2 separate regions of the Hordeum vulgare genome follow, and region 2 is linked to region 1. The links are chromatin contacts, called in public Hi-C maps. All regions are on one chromosome and are shown on one strand. The core of a region is the stretch at or near the end of the contact, and the rest is flanking DNA. Distances in the headings are between cores, read along the strand shown.

Region 1 (3,459 bases), core at 25-2,524:
CCCGAGCTCGTACCACAGCGAGCTGCTCGACGTGTTCCCGAACTTGTGCAGCGTCATCCGCGACGCCTCCACCTGCTCGTCGGAGAGCCCGAGGTTCTTCTGCAGCTCGTCGATGATGGCGCGGCCGCCGGCGTGGATGCAGAAGTGCTCGAACGCCGTGCGGAAGTCGGGGATGTACGGCTTCACCCGCCTGTTGATCGCCTTCCGCGCGACGAAGGAGTAGGCGAACTTGAGCTGCTCGCTGGCCGGCAGGACCAGCGGCCCCATCGCGGTGATGTTCGCCTTGAGCGCGTCGCCGGCGATGTTCATCAGGTCCTTGCTGAGGTTGATCCCGCGGTGGCCTTCGCCGTCCTCCTCCTGGAACACGCACCGGTACGCGCCGTCCTGGGCGCCGGTGAGCGTGCGTATGAGGTGCTTGAGGCGGAACCGGGCCTTCGCCGGGGACGTCGACAGCAGCGCGGCCGCCCCGCCGATGCGGAAGAGGCAGTTGGGCAGGAGCATTGCGCGCTCGATCCCGAGGTAGTAGTTGGGCGTGATGGTCTCCGTGGAGACGACCAGCGCGTGCGCGCCATGGGGGGCCACCTGCAGCAGGTTCCTCGCGAGCCCCACGGCGATGAGCCCCGCGCTGCACCCCATGCCGGAGAGGTGCATGCTGCGGATGTCGCTCCGCAGCTTGTACTTGTTCACGATCATGTCCACCAGGGACGGCGTGGGGCAGAACAGGCTGCAGTTGACGATGAGTATGTCGATGGCCTCCGGGGCGATGCCGGTCTTGGCGAGCAGGTCGTCGATGGCCGAGAAGGCCACGAGCTCGAACTCGGCGCGGGCGGCGTCGACGGTGCAGTACTTGTGCGTGCCGATGTAGTGGTGCGCCGGCGGCAGGCAGGTCTCCTCCCCGAGCCCCGAGCGCTCCAGCAGCCGCGTCATGAACCGGATGCTTCGCTCGTTGAGCTCCGGCAGCAGCTTTGCGTGCTCGAGGAAGCTGGCGAAAGGGATGCGGCAGGTGTGCGGGGTGCGGAAGCCGGCGTAGTCGACGAGGTACACCGCGCGGGGACGCAGCATGAGGTACACGACGGCCGCCGCGGCCGGGAGGAAGCAGGCCAAGAACATGTGCGCGGGCCGGAGCTCCGAGAACCGGCTGGCCAGCTCCTCCGGCCCGACCCGCACAATCGCGACGAGGGCGGCGGCGGCGAGACCGACAGTGACGATGGACGGGCTCATGGTGCTCGATCGTCTATCCAACTCGGCGAGTGTAGTCTTCTCTAGTCTAGTGTAAAGCATGGATATTTTTGGTGCGTTTGTTAGTGCCAATTATAGGCGAGCTACTAAAAAAGCACGCACAGGTCATATCGTCATCAATATGCCGCGCAATTACTACAGTTCATTGGTGGCATGGTAGTAGGGAGAGCCAGGCAGCTTGATTTTTCAAATGTACTACCAATAGGATCTTCCTTTTTTTATTTGAATGTAGTATATACTTATAGCGTCTCCAACAGCCGCGCTTCGCGCCGCGCCCAAAAAAATTATTTGCCGCGCGCGCTTCGGCTGGTTTGGCGCGTCGCGCAGCGCTGGCTCCAGCAGCAGCGCTAAAATGCAGCGCGCGCCGCTCCGGCAGCGTGCGCAAAAATGCAAACATGTGAATTTGACACAAACAAGTTGATGCATAAAAGTTCATGCTCACAAGTTTAAAATGCAAACAAGTTCAAGACATATAAATGAAAGACACATCAATCATCATCTTCCTCGTCTTCGTCCTAATCTTTCAAAGACGATTCTTCCGCCTCCGTAGATGAATCTTCCTCCCTAACCTCATCACGCACCGCATCACGTGAAGCTCCGACGGTGTTGGCAAGATCTTCAACGGCGACCGGAGGTGCACCCATGCCTCCCATGGCGGCCGGAGGTGCACCCATGGCGGCCATAGCGTCGGAGGGTGCTCCAAAGCCACCCATGCCTCCCATGACGGCCGGAGGTGCACCCATGCATCCCATGGCTCCAAAGCCACCCATGCACGTCGTCATTTCGTCGAACACGTGGTGCGCGTCGGCCGCTGGCTCAACGAGTGAGCTCGCCGGTGCTTCGGTAGACGCCGCGCCGGTCCGCCGCCCTGCAAGCTTCTTCTTCGTCTTCGAGCTCCCGGAACCGTCCGCCGCCTTCTTCTTCGCAGATGTTTTTCCTTTCTTCGACCCCGCCGCGGCGGCACGGGACGGGACGGCGGCGGCACGGGACGGCGCCGGCGCGATGCCACCCGTCGGCGTCGTCATCCGCGGCGGCAAGAAGAGGCTGCGCGCGAGGCCGACGGTCGGCGGAGCTCCGGCGGTGGCGGCGCCAACGCTCGGCGCGCTAGGGTTTACGACGACGACGGCGGGGGGGGGGGGGGGGGGCTCGCGGCTGTACAGCGGGGGTGAGCGGGGTGCCGGTCTGCGCGTCCATGGTGGCAGGGGCGCTGGCGCCGGCGCGCGCGGTGCGAAGGAGGAAGAAAGAGAGAGAGTTCGCGCGCGCGCTCGAGTCTGCCGCGCGCGAAAGTGAGCGCTCCAAATTACCAGCGCGGGATAAGGCTATGGACAACGTGCCCAACTTGTTTTAGCGCGCGCGCGGTTTTTGCACGCCCGCTGGAGCATCCCTCCGCGTCGCGCGCGCTAAAAGGGCATATTTTTGGACGCGGCGCTTGTTTTGCGCTGCTGTTGAAGATGCTCTTATACAACATGATGGGGGTCTTCTAGACGAAAAAGTTGGTGATGGGCGAAATGGAATGGATCCAACTCAGCTAAAACCAAATCATACACTGGGATATTTTCCTACCTAAGGGCCTCCACAAATCCTTTAAGACACAGGTCCTTGCGAAGGCGACATGGAACCAACATGACTAATCTTCATATGGCTTATAAAAATATCGTTGGTGTCAAAAAATATATGTTATTTGTGGAGAGTCTAGGTTGCTAGGCTGCTAGTACTACTCCATCCATTTTTATATACAAAGTCACTATCAAAATAACAATTTATAAAAATACAAGATCACTAACACTAATCGATGTAATATTAATGGTGTTTGCCTTGTAATACTAATCAAAGAGAACATTAATTATACCTTGCATGCATGCGGGAGTAAGATCATTGGTTTGATGTGCATGAGAGAAAAAATATATGTTAATTTACACGGTAAACAACGAGACAAGTTGTCGTACAAAATTGATTTAGAAGACATTAACTTTTTTCTTGATACTTGTAATATGGGTTTGTGGCCTTCTATACAAAAATGAAGGAAGCATTAATTAGTCATTTTTAGTGTTAAAAAAATAATCATGTTTGAAGTGTTAAGATAATTTATTCTTTAGCTTCACATAATACTCCCTTTCTACCTCTTTAGAAGGCATATCTAAAAAACCCTAATGTTTCAGTTTGTAAGGTTCATATCTTGGGAACATGCAAATATAGCTATGTCCACATTAAGTTATGTCA
Region 2 (3,667 bases), core at 1,041-3,540, 35 kb before region 1:
TGTGCAACGGTTTTGTCTCTTTTCTCTACCTCGATCCTAGGGTTCACCGGTAGCCGAGATACCGGAGGTCGAAACAAAGTGTTCAGAGGGAGAGGAAAGCTATGCCAAATGCCAATAACAGTGGTACGGTACCCGGAATCATGTCTCTGGAGTTAAATACAGTTTGTTCATTAAACACTCAATGCATTGGTCTTGTTATCTTTGATAATCAATGTAACCATATGAATCTTATAGAGCCTTGGTTGGACAATGGAACCTCAATATGGCGGCAGTCGACCATGAGGTTATTAGGACGTGGCTCCCATGTTATTCCTCACGAGATGCATGTAAGATGTTTATAATCACCATATTGATTTATTAGTTTGCATCCCAAGAAATGTATGCGACTCTAGATGAAACCTTAATCCATGTCCTATTTCTTTATTATTGTTTTTATCACCTGTGCTACTAGTCTGGGAAACTAGAACATTTTGAGATAATAAGTATTTACAGATATTTCCTTACCAAGCATCATTCACTTCCTAGATTCAATAAATCCTAGGGTCTCTAATGAAGAAGGCTATTTCCGACCCTAATGAAGAAGGTTATATCTACATTTGAAACTGGATTGAATGTAATTAAACCCCAATCAAAAAGTAGCAACAGAATGAGGATGTGCCTAGTAGTCCTATGGATACTCTCGAATTTCTCGGTAACGGGGTGTCGTCTCCATCCATCCAAAGCTCGATCGCGGCCTGCTCGAAGTGCATGATGTCATGCTAGACCAGAAGTGTTGCCCTGCTACGAGTTTTACTCGAGGAGACGAAACATTAGGGAAAGGAAGTGAGAAAGCATGTGGTCATTGTTGTAAGATTAACCTTTCCACCGGAATCTGAGGACCCAAGTGTGTACATATGTTAAGGTTCATGGTTCTCTTTGCGAAAACATTGTCGTTGGGCACGATCGAACCAGCATGCTATGTACCAAGTTCATATTAAGTCTGTCTAATTTTATTAGGCTCTAAATTTTCTGGACTAAGTCATTCCATTTTTCAAGTTTGTGTATGAAAATACTCCCAACATTCAAGTTGTTGTTCAAAATAGATCTTGATGAAGGCATCAAGCAGTCAACATGACTAATCTTTCTAGAGCTCTAGATCTATAACTATCTGATTTGCGAAAAGACTAGGTTGTGATGCGATATTAATTAGAAATACATTTTTAAAAGGAGGATAACCTATTCTGCATCATTGTGATGCACATAATCACATTTATTAAATGATGAGTATCAAAGTTCAGTGCATATAAATCTCAATAAAAAGGAAGAAGCCATGACCAGCGAAAATAAACTTACATGTCTACACATATAACCTATTATTAAACGATCATTCAAATTGGTTGCAACTACACATATAACCTATTATTAAACGATCATTCAAATTGGTTGCAAGTAACCCGTGCTACCATCTTTCACCGGTTGCATTCAGTATCCAAAAGCTCAGGTACCTCCGCATGCTAAAATGACCACGTATGAATCCATATTGTAGCTGTAAAAATGATTGACCCGTGGAGAAAGTGAAAAGGGTTTGTGTAGAATTTAGTCGACTGAGACTTAACAAAGTATCAGTCAAATGACATCAGCACGGTTATGATGCTGCAAGCGGCATGGCTGAATGCTATAAATGGTGATGAAAAATGTTGTGACGATACTGTAAGCAAGAACAACATATGCTACAACCGTTCTAACTAAAAATGTTACAACTGTAAAATAAAAAAGTTGCAACCGATGAGATGACGTTCTACAGTCGATGAGGGATGACATGCTACAACCAGCAAGACGGATGTTGCAGCTGACATAAAGAAATGTTGGAAACCATGGGACAAAATGCTACAAGCTCGACTGAGACTTTGTTAAATACCAGTCGACTTAGTTTTAGCAAGCCCCAAGTGAAAAACGTTTGAGCTTACTCGATAAATATGTGTACCATACAACAAAGAAATAATGCCCACGCACAGAGGAAATTAGAAGTATCTGACTATTCGGTAAAATAAAGCAAGATTAACATGCAATGCGTACTCCATAAACATAAAGCAAAGATGGCTAAAGGTGATGTTGCCTTCACTCGCCCACCTGTGCTTTAATGTCATTTGAGTCGGTACGTGATGCGGCCAGAATAGCGCTTGATTGCCCGGCTAGCAAATCATTTGACGTACGTCAACGACAACTTTGCCACGCCCGTCGTCAAGGCAAGGCATTGATCACAGTGAGAGTGGCTTGCCACATGGGCGTGTAGCCGTGAAGATAAGCCCAGGGGCATTGTCCGGCCGCGGGTGTCACTGTGCGGGACAACCACCGGCACCCGGCGGCTACACACGCTAATTAATCAAGGCCTTGACGGCCTTGAAAGTTTCCAACCATAAACCGCAACCTAATTTCCGTGTGGGTGACATATGGGCTCCGAATTGCCCTAGGTGTACTGAATTTCATTAAAAATTTGAACGTACATTAGGACGAGAGCGAAGGTAGTTATTATTTCCGGCAATGTCCATGTCGAGCAAACGAGTGAGACAGACAGGGGCGCTCAGCTTGTATGTATATCAATCATTCAAGCCTTTTGCAACAACCAACACGCCGACGAGCAGACGCCTTCTTTATGTGTATATATACATATATAGGTCAATTATAAAATAGTTACGTGAGTAAAACTGCGGCGTTGGAAACGTGATAAAGCCAGAGTAAAGCTGCATCTCATGCAAGAAATCACAACTGAAAACGTGAATGAACATTGAGCTGTGGTTTGGGCGAGGTATATAGCTTTCGAACTCAGGAGCACAATCACATCGCCCCTCTCGCTAAATAGGGTCTTTTTATGGTGAGTCTTTGTTCGAAGTTAACTAGAATTTCAGTTCTAGGCTCGCAAGAATTTACTTCCTCAATTTTGAAATATAAGATTTTTTAAAGATTTCATTAAAAGACTACATACGAAGCAAAATGAATGAATCTACATTTTAAAATATGTCTATATGCATTCGTATGTAGTTTATAATGCAATGTTTAAAAGGTCTTATATATATTTAGGAACGGACGAAATAGATCATTATCGGTGTTCGGAAGGCTTATATGCATACTTGAGATTTTATAGGTTTTCATGTTTACAAATGGACATAGTACAACTACTCGATTAGTGCTAGTTTGTGGTGGATTTCGCAAGGCGTGCCAAAATATACGCATATATAGCGATTAAATTGGATGGAGATTAGCAACAACCTGTTTGTCCCTAATATGGGTCGAAGCGAAACTGCGAGTGCATGTCATTCCTGTTTCTTAATTAGCTCGATCACCATGTCTCCATCATGTAATTTAGGTTCCCTTCTGTGTAAACTAATTAACGGTGAGTACCATTGATCATCTATTTCCAAATTCCAACTACCCGAGAGGTCCAAACGTCTCTTCCACGTCATGTAGTGGCCAAGTCTATATAGATCGACCACGACTCACATGATGCGCCTCGCGTCCCTCGTGTACACCCCCCCCCCCCCCACGCGTCGCCCCCGTGGCGATCGAGGGGACCCTAGCGTTGTCGGCCCCGCCCCTGCTCCCTCCTCTCCTCCTCGCCGTCGTCGGGCAAAGCCCAGCTGGCATCGGCGGCGGGACTTCTTCTCCCCTCTGCTGAAGGAAACGACACGGG

The links. Hi-C and Micro-C count contacts between places; a contact is called where the count stands out from the background.
Region 2: a contact with region 1 is called in a Hi-C map of leaf, with 2.2 times the contacts expected there. The contact joins the enhancer-like site here to the promoter of LOC123449491 in region 1. A contact is called at or near these places in 2 of 6 Hi-C or Micro-C datasets (leaf and seedling).

Annotation. Positions count from the first base shown.
Region 1 is chr4H:556,653,022-556,656,480 of MorexV3_pseudomolecules_assembly, reverse strand. LOC123449491 (3-ketoacyl-CoA synthase 6-like) reads right to left here and starts at 1,274. Exons shown (of 1, transcript XM_045126733.1): 1 at 1-1,274. The coding sequence starts at 1,221.
Region 2 is chr4H:556,689,299-556,692,965 of MorexV3_pseudomolecules_assembly, reverse strand. No RefSeq gene overlaps it. Among protein-coding and RNA genes, the nearest start is that of LOC123450751, 5.1 kb to the right of the region's middle. Within about 2 kb of position 2,290, at least 1 of the 3 cell types and tissues checked has open chromatin away from gene starts, as enhancers often do. A contact at or near this core is called in leaf, where this site is marked.